Regions from separate parts of the Sus scrofa genome. Here all the other regions are linked to region 2. Evidence: chromatin contacts called from public Hi-C and HiChIP or PLAC-seq data. All regions are on one chromosome and are shown on one strand. Each heading gives the region's core, a stretch centred on a gene start, on an enhancer-like site or on the middle of the called end of the contact. The rest is flanking DNA. Distances are from core to core; before and after follow the strand shown. Region 1 holds the start of LOC100521647 (NKG2D ligand 4-like). Region 2 holds the start of IYD (iodotyrosine deiodinase). Region 3 holds the start of PPP1R14C (protein phosphatase 1 regulatory subunit 14C).

Region 1 (4,498 bases), core at 1,651-4,150, 240 kb after region 2:
CGCTTTACTTCTGCAGAAGGGCGCGGGCCCTCCCAAAAGTGTGCGCGCCAAACGAAGGACCCTCCCCTCTTTATCCCCAACGCAGGTGATGCACCTGCCCCCTTCCCAGGGGTCAGGTCGGGGCGCACCCTCTTCCCGGTTGGCTAATTTGAAACACATTGTTACTGGGAGAAGGGGGAAAGGGGAGGGGTGGGGGTCGCAGGAAGGCGAAACCGGAGCAAAATGGAGTCACCAAGATTTCCTTTGATAGAAAAGACGTTGTGTTACTTTCCACATGTAGCGCACAAAGCATTCTACTTAGTATTTGGTGATAATCTATGTGGGAAAAGAATCTGAAAGCGAATGAATGTCTGAATCACTTTTTGTACAGCAGAAATTATCACAACCTTGAAAATCAACAATACCTCAATAGGGAGTTCCCGTCCTGGCGCAGTGGTTAACGAATCCGACTAGGAACCATGAGGTTACAGGTTCAATCCCTGGCCTTGCTCAGCGGGTTAAGGATCCAGCGCTGCCGTGTAGGTTGCAGATGCGGCTCGGATCCCTTGTTGCTGTGGCTCTGGCGTAGGCCAGCTGCTACAGCTCCGATTAGACCCCTAGCCTGGGAATCTCCGTATGTCTCAGAAGTGACCATAGAAAAAAGGCGAAAAGACAAAAAACAAAAAACAAAACAAAAAAAAGTATACTTCAATAAAACTAAAATACAAAAGAAAATTCAAAAGGTGAAAAACAACCTACGGAATACGAGAAAATATTTGCAAATATTTGTGGTAAGTGACTAGTATCAAGAATATATAAAAACTCACGCAATTATATAAAGGCATTAAATTGAAGCAAAGAATTTGAATAGACACTTCTCTAAAGTATACAGATGGCCAATAAACACTTGAAAAGGGCTCAATATTAGTCTGGGAGGATGGGCTTGGAAATGCAAATCCAAACCGCAGAGAGCTAGTTCTTGTGCATAAAAAGGCAGATAGTTGAAAGCACTAGCGAGGAGAAACCCGTGCCCCCCTCTAAGGCTGGGGCTGAGTCTGTGCAGATGGGGAGTATTTTGTTTGAGCGCAAGGGGGGCACCTGAGGCTCAGAGATTGCGACCAATCCTTTATTTAACATGGGTTTACCTCGGGAATTTCACAAGCGAATCACATGCAGGTTAATGTCGCTTCATTAGCCTATAAAGAGATGACATATTCTACACAGAAATGGTAGATAAACTACAATAATGTTCTAGGCAAGTGGAGATGACAGAAATAAAGTCCAAAGTCAGGTGAAGTGTATCTTTTATTTGACGGTTCCTCGGGAGCGGGGAAATGCCGGCTTGACCAATACCGGGGTTGGGTAGGAGGGTATCGGTTGCTGACTTTCGCCCGCCAGCGTGAAATGAAAAACAAAACCCCTTTGTGGCCGAATGAGAAGGCGCAAGGATTGCAGACTGGCAGGTTGCACGGAGGAAATGTAGGAAGTTATTCGACGACGACGAGTGCCTCGCCCAGGTAGGGATAGCTGTCCCTTCTCTTCCTGAGGCTGCTGCACCTCTTTGATTCCCGTGCCCACCTGGAGGAGCCTGGCCCAGGCAGAAACAAGCATGTCAAGACCTCCAGGAAGCTAGATCTGCTTTCGCCCACACTGAAATTCTAACTCTCGCTATTTATAGTGTAAGGGTCCCTCTGTCACAGCGGCTTCTCCACATGTTCTCATGACCGGCTGCCAGAGGAGCCCCGTGGGACAGCTATTCCTACCTGGGCGAGGCAGTCATCGTCGAGTAACTTCATAAGCTGCTAAGGGCTTGTGAACCGCAACGGATGAGATGACGTTATCCTGACACATCTTACATCATTCTTGTTTCAAAACAGCTTTTCTTCTAAAACCAGCTTGTGGGTCTTTGTCATAAACAAGTGGACTAGGGAGTTCCCTTTGTGGCTCAGTGGAAACAAATCCGACCAGTATCCATGAGGATGCGGGTTCCATCCCTGGCCTTGCTCAGTGGGTCGTAGATCCAGCGTTGCTGTGAGCTGTGGCGCGCATCGCAGTTGCAGCTTGGAACCCCCCCCCCCGCCCCCGTGGCTGTGGCTCCCATTGGACCCCTAGCCTGGGAACTTCCATATGCCGCGAGTGTGGCCCTAAAAAGCACGCGCGCGCGCGCACATTCCCCCCCCCACACACACAGACAAAAAACTGGATTAAGACAACTTAAAGTCATAAGCAAGTGGGAATTGTCCAGTGCAGCAGCAGGTTAAGTATCTGGCATTTCAGCGGCTTGGGTTCAGGTCCCTGGAACTCCCTATGCCCCCAGCAGCTGAAAAAGAAGAGAAAAGAAAAGAGCCTTAATCTGACCTGTGAGATAAGATGCAGCCAATACACAACACAGCCTCAGTGTGGGTGGCAGTGTGAAGTGAGTAGTTGGGATGGATGTGGGCTGCGGAATACCTGTGCGGTCGGTGGTGAGTGCTCAAGTTCAAGATCGGAGCGCGATAGAAGAGCAGCGCCCTAGAGAGGGTGGGTGGTGTCCTGCTCCCGATGACCTGTTCTGGCCTTGATCACAGACAATCTAGAAAGTCATCACTGTGAGATCAAAGGAGCTGAAAGGGGGGAGGGACAGACAGAAGAAGAATTTAGATGACCGGTGCCAGGTACTTTTATTTTTATTTTATCTATTTATTTCGTCGGACTGACACGGAGTCCATCCGAGAACGACTGATTTGTGGTGGCTGCCAGCTCGGTAGGAAGCAAAGTCGGTTTCGGAAGCGTGGTGGGGGGTAGCAGGGTAGACAAGGCAGGCGCCGCCTGCGGGTTCGGAAAGTGGGAGTAGCGAACTGTGACGTGCGCCCGACTCCTCCCGCCGAAGGGAGGTCGGAAGGCGAGCTGTGCCCTGGGGACAAGTTCTAATTGTCCGGCGAGAGAGGAATCCTCCAGAAATAGCTCGTCTGTCCAGTCCCCGCCCAAAGTCCTGCCCAAGTGGGAAGGAGGAAGGAACCGGCGCGCTCGCACCATGAGCACTTCGAACTCAGAGACGCCGACACCGGATCCCTCCCTGAGCGTGGTCTCTGAGCGCAGAGACCTCGGCCAAGGGGCCGCTTTGCAGCCGCAGCCGGGGACGCCAGAAATCGAGAGACGATTAAGGGGTGGAAACGGAAACCCCGAGGAGGGAGTTCTCGGAACTTTTCTCGTGGATCCAAACACCTACGATCTCCTAACCCGTGAGGGCAGCACTGGGCGGACACACCCCGACGGGGATGCTCTTAGCCTCCGGGAGGCTCTAGGCGGGCCCCAGGCCTCCCGGGCGGAGGACCGCGCCCCACCGACCGCAGGCCTCAGAGCCCAGAGACGGGTGAGCAGGGAAGGAGAGGGCATCGGTGTGTGTTAGACCTCAGGGCAGATCGCCTCCGGGGGGGGTCCTGCTCTTATCCCGCCGTCCCAAAGTCGCCGGCTGCGAGACTGGGGTTTTTGGCCCACCTGGGCGGCGGATGGCGGGGGTGAGGGGCAGAAGGTGGGGGTGGGGAGAGTGCGAAGGTTGGGGGTACCTCTGGGGAGGAGGTGGTAGGGGCAGCAGGTTGAAATTTATGCAGCTTGGCTTTGGCCGAGCTTCTCCCAGGGGCTTGGAGTGTGCGTATCAGCTCTGGCGACAGCCCTGTGGGTGTAGCGTATCAACTCCAGCAGCTCTGTGGCCGCAGTGTCTCAGCTTTTACCTGGTGTGAGCATGGAGAGTTGGAGAACTCAGGTTTATGACACAGCCGGGCTCAGTGGAGATCGCTCTCCGGAGCCTGAGCCCCGAAGAGGGGTTTCACAAGGCTTTTATGGGCTACCCCTTGCCGGTCCGTGCTTGGCTGGTGGGACTGGAGTGAGGTCAGGCAAGGTAGTAGATGCAGAAACAAGTTTACAGAAGCAGGTGTGTGGAGGAGGGGTGGTGGGGGCAGTTGGCTGGACTTGGCTTAGTCCTCATGGCCGGGGTCTCTCCGTTCTACCTTTTCATGGGGCCATTTTCTCCTACGGGAGGAGTTTGCAAAGTTCAGGCGAACTGACGCTGGTAATAACCAGAACCTCGGCTTTTGTTCAGTCTTGGCTCCAACAGGCTGGTTGGACCTACTGTACACTCACCTTTGAGGGCAGGCCAGGTTCGCTGTGTCTGCAATGAGTCGGATTAACACTGGGCTGTGCTTGGTGAGAGTGAATCTTAATTATTAGAGAGAAAGTTGGAGAGGTTAGGAGTGGGAGACTGGAGGTGGGAGAAAATCTGGGCACACAGACCAGGAGATGGGAGCCCTGGCCACTGGAGGAGGCCAAGGAAGCGGTGGGAGGAGCAGCAGGAGAGGACGTCAGCGGGAAGGTTTGGAAGAGGAAGTTGCGGGGCGGTGCGGGCTGGGGGGCGGAAATCAGGGAGGGGGAGCTCACAGAACCTCCACAGTGTAGCTCACTCTGCAAAGGGGGGTGGGGTGGGGGAGGGGTGGAGGAAAGTTAAGTGAATTTTGTTTTTAAGGTCTTTTTTTTTTTTAATGAG
Region 2 (4,466 bases), core at 1,803-4,302:
AGGCCAGTGGATGTCACGTCATGCTGTTTCCTCCTTGCAATTTTTGGAGAGCCTTGAGCAGCAATACTCATAAGGCTCGGGGTCGCACAGCTCTCGCAGGAGACAGATTCTGAAGGTGGTGATGGGAGCAATTTCAGGGCTCGACACCTGACCCAAGAAGCATCTCTTCCTCAACTGCCTCAGCCATCCCTCTGCTTTCTGTGTGAACCTGTGGCTGCCGTATAGATTATTTCACCAGCAGCAGCCGGGGTGGACGGGAGCTGGAGACTCTGAGGGTGTCCAGATGGAAAGCCCCTGAAAAAGGCAACACGATCCCAGGTAAAGTGGACTCAACTTGTTATCTGAACCGTGTCACCTCTTGTGGGGCCCCCGGGTCCTATCGAGACCTTCGCTCTTCCCTAGCAGAACCCACGCAGAACCCCAAACATTGCCCGATTCCAAGGGCAATGTTCCCAAGCCCTTTCTTCTCCCTAATCTCTCATCTGAATTTGAATTTGTCTGTCCTTCATCCTAGAACCATGTCTTACGGCAGTCGTGGTAAGTCGGCCTTTTAAAAGCAGTATGCATGAGTGGGTGTCAAAAGCTTACGAAAGGTGAGGGTGCAATGGAATCGATTGCTTCCTGCAGCAAAGGAAAGCTATGCTGATCACATGCTCTGTGAACACAGTCGAACGCTGACCTTACACAGTATTTTTGTCAGCAGTGTGCCCTCTCTGAGAAGAGGGGAAAAGAGCCCTGGTTTACAGCGCTTGCCTGTTTCCGTGGGCTGAGTACTCCCATCATGGCCTGACTTCAGCCTCTGACAACTGAGCAACCAGCCTGGCCCTCCTTTCCCAGGCCTTCTTTTCTGTGTCCACTCTTCCCATGTCAATTCCTCTTTTTAAATTTTATATTATATTTTTTAAATGGCTGCAGCTGAGGCCTACACCACAGCGGGCAGCAACACCAGATCCTTAAGCCACTGAGCAAGGCCAGGGATGAAACCCACATCCTCACAGAGACAATATCAGGTCCTTAACCCACTGAGCCACAACAGGAACTCCTAAATCCTCTCATCTGAAGTTGCTTCCACCAAGTTCAATCCTCAGCCTTCTTCTCTAGCAGTCCACGGAGGGGATTCATTAGTTTTCCAAGTTCCAAGCATCACCCTGTGCTGGAGACTATGTCCAGGGTCCCTCCCTTCGAAACCTCCCTGGCTTTCTGCTCCCATGGTCCCCTGTCCTCTCAGACCTCCGGTGGCCTGCACGACACTGGGTGTCCTTCCCTTAAACCAGATCCACTTCCCTCACCCGTGAGCGTGTCCTTCTGAGGCTCCCAGTCTCAAAACCAGACGCCCAGCTTCTCCCAACCTCTCATTTGTTTCCAGGCTCTGTCGTCCTTCCTTTACTTTCCCGCCCATCTCCTCCCTCCTCTGCCTCCCACTGCCACCACCACGCAGCCCATCGAGGCCAGAATGGTTCATTACCAGCTTCTCAGTGGGTTTCCCCTCCATCAGGGGACGTGCGTCTCAGGTAGGCTGACTGCCCTTCGGGGGCAGATCCCTCAGCGTGGCAGAGAAGGAGGCAGCCCTGCTCAGAGCTGCCTCGGCCCGGATCCTGGGCAGTACATTCAGCATGGCTGGCCCCACCCCCAATCCCGAGATTAGGACGAACCCGCGAGCACATGCACACGTGCCCACGCACACGCATGCACACTTCCAGGTGGCCTCTGTTGGTGGGAGGGTGGAAGCATCACAGCTCCAGCGGAGAGGCACTGGAGCCTCTTCCAAATTGAATCCTCCCCACCAACCACCTCCGGTAAACCTCAAACACGGGCTACTCAAGGCCCCCAAGAACCTGTCACTTCCTCTCTCCTCCCTCGCCTCCTCTTTCTCAGGCCAACCAGGCCCAGGCCTGCCCTCAATTCCCCCCTTGTTTTCATCCCCTTCTGAGTCCTCCCATCTTCTCAGTGTCTTTCCCGGGGTTCCCAGCCCTGCACTCGTGCTCACTCTGCTCCTCTTAGCCTCTTGCTATTCCTATTCTATGGATCCACCCAGCCTGGTTCAGCCTTTTTCTAACTGCCCCACTGCATCCCCAAGCCTTCTCAAAACACCTTATAATCACTTCCATCCAATCCCTCGCCTGTCTTATGGCCTTGTCTGCTGAACTGGACACTCAGCTTTGAGGACGGCGGCCACTCATCTCTAACCCGCATGCCAGGTACAAGGAGAAGTAGGGAGCCCCTAGGTAGATGCCATTTTTAAATGTCAAGTTCTTCATCCAAACCTGACTACCAGCAGTTCCCGCTGTGGCTCAGCAGGTTACAAACCTGACTAGCACCCATGAGGATGTAGGTTCAATCTCAGATCATGCTCAGTGGGTTAAGGATCCAGCCTTGCCGTGAGTTGTGGTGTAGGTCATAGCCTTGGCTTGGATCCTGCACGGCTGAGGCTGTGGCATAGGCTGGCAGCTGCAGCTCCAATCGGACCCCTAGCCTGGGAACCTCCATATGCCACAGGTGCTCCCCTAAAAAAGCAAACAACAACAACAACCACCTGACTACTAAATCCATGGCCACCCCAGTCTCTGATGTGCCCCTTCAGAAAGATTTTAGCAGCCAGGGCAGGACTGGAGCTAGAGAAAACATCAGCCCCTCACCAGCTCTTTCTCGAGCAGCCAGGAAGAAAGGAGGAGTTGGTGCCAGCAGGTGGCAGGAAGACCACCCAAGAGAAACGAATGGTCTCTGCCACACACTAATTCCTTTGTGCGATAGAGGCTGATGATGAAACTGACCTGCCTATGTTTCTTCCTCTCCATCAGCCCCGCCATCCATTTGTCCTCATCATAAAGATACAGACGGGGGAGCCGGAGCAGTTTGGCCGGGATCCTTACCTTCCTCCACCTGGAGGACATCAGTGCTGTCTTTCAAGTCTTCATCCACCCAGGGTCGAGCCTCAGCCCTGGCTCGAGGCTCCTCTTCCCTTCTCTTGGTGGCTCCATCAGCATTTTTAAAGATCCACACCATCAAAATGCAGACAACGGCTACCAAGACTGGAGTCAGAAGAAACATGGTGGTGAGGCCGATCCCGACCGGTGCCCATCCTTCCCAGGCTGGTATTTAAACAAACAGGGACGGCAGTGGGGAATGCCGGGAGTCGGAGTGAAGGCACGGAGAGGTGAGCCTGGGGCGGGAACGGGATGAACGCTGACTCTCCCAGGACTTGGCAAAGGAGCAAAGATCACAGCCGTGTGCATCGGGGTGTGTGGTGGGGCTGGGAACGGGCTCCTGCCCTTGGTTAAACTGTGTGCTCAGTCAATCTATCCTTAGACAATAATTGCCAGGATCCGAGGCGACACGGGGAGGCACTAGATCTTGGCAGCCGTGGTGGAAGGGAGCCAGGCTTCCTCTTGAACAGCAATGTGTCCTCCACTTGCCAGGAGCGAGGAAGCAGCTGGAGTGGCCCATTCTCAGCCAAGCTCCCGCCCCATCTGAGTGGTTACCAAGCCTCCTGGGAGAGTCCCCTGTGCTTTCGGACACTGGGGCAAGAGCTCGCTCAGGTCTCCCACTCACAGGTGAGTCGGCATTATTTGAAGTTCACTGCGAGCCACACGGGAAGTCCGAGCATTATTTGAAATTTTTTTCAACTCGCATGTGCTATTTTTTTCTACCTTTTTATTGTGATAAAATATAATCCTGCAGAAGCTACCCTCCTGGCCCCCTTTAAGTGCCCAGTACATTCAGAATGTTATAACCCCTTACCACTCTTCCCAAAACTGCTTCATCATCTCAAACTGAGACTCTCTACTCATTAAGCAATAACCCCCCGCTTCCTCTTCCTACAGCCCCTGATAACCTCTCGTCCACTTCACGTTGCTATGATCTGACCACTCGAAGAACCTCATGTCACTGGAATGATACAGTATTTGTCTTTTGGGGGCTGCCTCTTCCACTTAGTGGAAGGATTTCAAGGTTCATCCATGTTTTGACATGTATCAGAACTGCATTCTTTTTCATGGCTTTGCATGTGCGATTTATTTTTGTAGTTAAAAAATAGATACTAGGCGTTCCCGTCGAGGTGCAGCCGAAATGAATCCAACTAGGAACCATGAGGTTGTGGGTTCGATCCCTGGCCTCCCTCGGTGGGTTAAGGATCCAACGTTGCCATGAGCTGTAGTGTAGGTCGCAGACGTGGGTTGGATCTGACATTGCTGTGACTGTGGGGTAGGCCGGCGGCTACAGCTCTGATTCGACCCCTAGCCTAGGAACCTCCGTATGCTGTGGGCGCGGCCCTAAAAAGAAAAAAAAGAGCATTACAATACAGCGCGTCGAGTGTTATGACAGAGGTGCACTCTGGGTCCCTCATTCAGTCTGAGACAGGACCTGACTCCACTGAGGACATAAAGCTTGTGCTGTCTTGACAAACCCAGGGTGACTGGGGACAGTGCTACTCAAAGAGCCTGTGCCAGGACTTAATCAATGCGCTGTAC
Region 3 (4,968 bases), core at 2,399-4,898, 170 kb after region 2:
CTGGGCTCTGGGAAGCTGGAGAATTCAACATTCAAACCTGGCCTTCCAGGCCATTACAAAATAGCTGGTCAAGGTAGGAAGATGGAATGCATTTTATATAACTGCTCATTAGCTCGATACATAACTTCAACTTTTTTTTTTTACCTTTTTTTTTTTTAGGGCATATGGAAGTTCCCAGGCTAAGGGTTGAATCTGAGCTGCAGCCACTGGCCTACACCACAGCCACAGCAACACCAGATCTGAGCCGCATTTGCGACCTACACCACAACACTGGATAGTTAACCCACTAAGCGAGACCAGGGATCAAACCCAAGTTCTCATGGATGTTAGTTGGATTTGTTACTGCTGAGCCATGATGGGAACTCCGGTAACTTTTAAATATTTAGATACATGCTATGAGGGCCTCCACTGCTCTCTTGCTGGGGACCCTGCAGAGTTATAAGCAGGCTTGGTGGTTCTCAGCCCCACCCCACCAGCGCCAATCACCAGCTATGCACACTTGGGAAAGCTTCTTAATCCTCTGTGACACAGTTTCCTCATCCATAAAAGCAACGATAACAGCACACTCCTCATTTGAGTTATTGTAAAGGCCAAATGGATGCGCATACAAAGGGCCTAGAACTGCACGCAATACATAACAAATACTGCACAAATGCTGTCTCTGTACTATTCTCCGTACAAAACCCCTTGGCCACTGCAAACTTCTAGATGAAACCACAGCCAAGAAGTTATTCTGTGGATTTCTTCTCTCCCACTCCTTTCTAATTTTAAATATCTTGCTCAATGCCACTCTGAAAGACCACTCTTTTCTCCGCTGAAAAGAACAGGTCATCTAGCTGCTGACCCGCCTGATGCAAGGTCTCCTGAAATTCAATACTCACTCATCTTCTCCCCCAACCTGGCAGACAGCTCCGGCCTCTGGCCAGGTTGAGGTCTGGCAAGTTGACGTTCCGTGTCAATTGCACTCGCTAAGCATTTGGACACATTACCGGTTTTCAGTGTAAAAAGGACATTTCCTAAACTTCATATTCATGAGATTCAGAGCTACAAACCAGGTAGGTTCGTCTTGATTCACAAACCAGAGGCTGAAATACTTGAAACTGTCAACAAGGAAACGTTATCAGACCACACAACTGAACCTAAAAATAGAGCCCTATCAGTGGGAGAAATAGATGAAGGAAGACAATCCTTTTTATGGACGCTTATTAGTACACATGCTTTTTATTATTCACTTATTCAATGAAGGTGTACCCTCACGCATAGTATTTACAAATTGCCAACAACCTCCTCAATGACTTATATTTCTTCAGCCAAAAATGACAGAACACACCACTCGAAGAGGAATAACTTGGCACATTCTAATGACACGCAGGCAGCCTATGGCATCTTGTGTCATTTTCCCACAAAAACCTCTCAAATCTCTAGCTGTCTGCCATACACCGAGGTCTGAAACCGGGGAAGCGAAGTACAAGGGAAAGGTTCAAGGTCATGTTCATTCTTTAAAATAGCTACCTACCCTACATGTGTAATATAGTGAGCACTCAGTCTTTCATTTTTTTCCCCAATTATTCAGAAGACTTTTTTAAATATATGATTTGTGAAACTGCTGAAGGGCTGGAACTCTTTCCCAAGCTGTATCTCATTAGTCTCTCATGAAAGAGCATTGCTAAAGCATTGTTAATTTCAACAATAGTTTCTCTATTAATCCAAGTCTTCTCCAAACCCAAAATGGAGTATAAAGACCAGTTTGAAATAAATGAAAAGTAACTGGACTCACGGAGGCAAGGCTGAGCACAGCCATCCATCCCGCAGCAATGCCATCTAAATTCAATATATTGACTCTTTAAAGAGTTTGGCCAACTTCCTATTTTTAAAAAATCCCATAAACGCCTCCTATTTGGGCTAGTTTTTATTTATGCAATTAAAATGGCTTTTTATAAGAGCTGGGCTGGAGAAACAATATATATTTTTTTACAAGCCCATTAGTCATACAGTCAGGCTTCATTATATCATAATCATTCATCAGGAGTCTGTAATGAGAATGCTGTTTCCTTGCGCATGAGAATGTTCAGGAAAACATGTCTTCATAATAGGCCATAAAATGTGTGAAATCCAAACCAGTGGAGAAGCCAGTGGGTTCATCTGGCTTTCGTGTTTGCTGAAGAGGCCAACAGCCCTATGGACACAACCCTAGCGTTAACTCAGAAGCCATATCCTTAATTATTATTCCTCTTCATCTTGCTACCCTTTCCAAACTCCACTCCCTTAGAGAAGCAGAATACTTCATTTACACTTCCTGTCATTAAAGACTCTCATTGGAGGTCCTTTCAACTTTGGTCATTTTTCTACCACATATGTCCATTACAGTACATTCTAAATATTTCTCCTGATATCAAATGTATACACGACAGTCAGACTTGCGGTAAGCTTAGCCCCTGATTGTGGGAAGTAAATGTGGCATTGGAGGGGGAGTTGGGGGATGTCAGGGCCCCGGCACACCACCCGCAGGCTCCCTTCCTTCCACCCAGGCACTCTTCCAGGTTGCCCAAGGCTCTCATTCTGCGCCAGTCGACAGGAGTCACTGAAATTGGAGAGGGAAAAAAAAAAAAAAAAGAAAGAAAGAAAAGAAAGCTGCTTCAACAAAGCCCAACGTGTGCAGCTTGGGTAATGCAAGGACGAATTATGGGGACACGCGTCGGGGCTGGCTGGAAAAGGGAAAGTGTTCAGCTCATGATCTTAATGTATTATTTCAGGAATCCAGGGGGGCCCCTAAGATCTCCAGAACCTCTCCTTTCCGTTAAGCAGCTTTCAGCATTTTCTCTGCTCCCTCCCCACGAAATTCAGGGCTGCCAGGATCCCAAAGGTGAGTGATGTTTTCGTGGGCTTGCGCACAGCTGGGGTGAATCCCTTCGAGCCCCCACTTCAGGTATCTGCCGCTGCAGCCGAGAAGCTCCCAGGGCCCGGAGAAATGCAAAGCGCTGAGCAAGAACGACCCTCCCCACGGCCATCAAGGGGGTCCACAGCTCTCCAGGCACCCCGCAGCTGAACCCAGGTGGGGCGTCCCAATCGCTGCGCCCTGGCACCAGAGGGCACCCTGAAGAGAGAACGAGTTTCCAGCCCTGGGTCCCCAGGAGCCAGCGCGGCAAGGAGCCGGCCGGGGAGAATTCCTGTGTTAGCAGCCCGGGTCCCTCCAGGCCCCTCTCCCAGGTACCTCGCAGCCGTACAGCTGTCCCAGTTGCTCCACGATCCACTCCTCCAGCACCAGCCGCTTCCGAAGCTCCTTGCGATCGTATTTCACTGTCACTTTTCCTTGCTGGTGGCGCCGCTGCTGCTGCTGCTGAACCTGCCCGGTAGCAACCGCCGTGGCCACCGGCGCCGAGTCCTCCCGGGAGGAGCCCGAGCCGCTGCTCGAGCCCGGGCTGCCGCCCGCGCCGCCCCGGGGGCTCTGGAAGAAAACCCGCGCGCCGCCGCCACCGGCCCCGCCGGCCGCCTCGTTGCTGCCCGTCGCCACCGACATGTCCCCGCGCGCGCCGGAGCCCGAGTGCGGCCCGAAGGAGAGGCGGGCGGAGCGCGCCGGGCGCCGCTACCACCTCGGGCCAGGCAGCGGCATGCGCGGGGCTCGCCAGCACCTGCTCCGCGACGCCGTCTGCGCGTGGGGAGGTCGGGAGGAGCCGCGGCGACAGGGAGGAGCGCGGGCGGGGGAGGTCTGGGAGGAGGGAGGGGCGGGGTCCGCAGCCTTAAAGACGCCGCTGAGGACCCTCTCGATCCAGCCCGGGAGGCGGATCTGGCGCCTGGCAGGCAGCGGGCCCGGGGCGTGGGAGTTGCGCGCGCGGGAGCCGGGATGTGTGCGCGCAGACACCCGCGGGCGCTTGGGTGTAGACACGGAGAGACGGGTTTGGGTCCGGTGCCAGGGGCGGTCCTTCGCGCAGGTGACCGTGTCCCGTCCTCCGAGACACGAGGATTGCGCTCCTCCCGCCGTCCCCAAGCGCAGGCAACCCGCCACCTCTCGCGCCTCGGCCAGCGCTGCCGAGGATAGGCGACCACCGGGGCGGGGGACGCGGGAAGGGACCGCGCGGGAGGTTCCGCGCATAGGTTTACCTCCCCTACCGCCTCCAAGGATGGCGGGGAAGTGTTTCCTCCCCTCCCGGCCCCACCCCGCCTCTCTAAACACCCGTTCCTCTGCATGCCACTTCCGCTCTTGGATTGTGAGAAAAATTGACAAGGCAGTGTTTGAGCAATCCAGCAATCACTGCGCCTGAGAAATTCTCTTCAGGCCAGTTTTTCTCCCCCTACATGATGTCTTGTTTCCTCATAGGGAGAGCATTCCTTATAGCTAAAGGGCTTATAGCTAAAGGGCAGAAGGCTTGATCATCTCTCGGGCTAAGGTACTGACAGCAAACATTTCTCTAAGAGTCAGCGGCGGTTACTGGTCTTATTTCTAGTATTGTATTCCCTGCAGAGCTAGTCTTTCTCTCTCCTTACCGTTTCCAAACAAACACCTTTTAGCTGGGAAAGCAGCAGCACTGCGTTTAAAACATCATACAGCCAAGGAGAGTTACAAATGAATGAGCTTATTTTAAGGTTTAGGGCAAGGAGATGGAGAAGTTATAAAACAGAAAACGACAGGTGTATGGGCGCAAAATTATATGCAGATGCTAATATATTTCTGTTCTATGTACCAATATTTTTCTGTTCCGGCAAATGAAGGAAACCACAAAAATGTTCAAACACAAGTAAGTAGCTTTTATGAAGGTTTTTAATCTGGTAAAGATTCCTAGCAGTTACTTAAATAAGTTTCTCAGAGATAAAAAAGAATCACAATTTCCTCTGAACACTTTCTCCTGATGGAGAGGATTTTATGTGGGCTCCTAGACTCACAGCTACAAAGACACCGAAAATAAAAGTAGCCAGGAGCTTTGTCCTGCCTCCTTTGTCTCTGCAACTGCTGCCCTGGTCTTTTTCACTCAC

What was found. A called contact is a pair of places that touch in the nucleus more often than the background predicts. HiChIP or PLAC-seq counts read pairs in DNA pulled down with a chosen protein or histone mark.
Region 1: a contact with region 2 is called in an H3K27ac HiChIP or PLAC-seq map of skeletal muscle. The contact joins the promoter of LOC100521647 here to the promoter of IYD in region 2. A contact is called at or near these places in 1 of 5 promoter capture datasets (fetal skeletal muscle), 1 of 47 Hi-C or Micro-C datasets (embryonic fibroblasts) and 1 of 2 datasets of contacts at active chromatin or transcription factors (skeletal muscle).
Region 3: a contact with region 2 is called in a Hi-C map of skeletal muscle, with 2.0 times the contacts expected there. The contact joins the promoter of PPP1R14C here to the promoter of IYD in region 2. A contact is called at or near these places in 1 of 47 Hi-C or Micro-C datasets (skeletal muscle) and 1 of 2 datasets of contacts at active chromatin or transcription factors (skeletal muscle).

Annotation. Positions count from the first base shown.
Region 1 is chr1:16,019,399-16,023,896 of Sscrofa11.1, forward strand. It overlaps LOC100521647 (NKG2D ligand 4-like), which reads left to right and starts at 2,901. Exons shown (of 6, transcript XM_021086846.1): 1 at 2,901-3,331. The coding sequence starts at 2,993.
Region 2 is chr1:15,776,095-15,780,560 of Sscrofa11.1, forward strand. IYD (iodotyrosine deiodinase) reads right to left here and starts at 3,053. Exons shown (of 5, transcript NM_214416.1): 1 at 2,871-3,053. The coding sequence starts at 3,048. LOC106508815 (a long non-coding RNA gene) reads left to right here and starts at 3,064. Exons shown (of 3, transcript XR_002342452.1): 1 at 3,064-3,154; 2 at 3,417-3,551; 3 at 3,822-4,111.
Region 3 is chr1:15,946,303-15,951,270 of Sscrofa11.1, forward strand. It overlaps PPP1R14C (protein phosphatase 1 regulatory subunit 14C), which reads right to left and starts at 3,649. Exons shown (of 4, transcript XM_005659147.3): 1 at 3,212-3,649. The coding sequence starts at 3,517.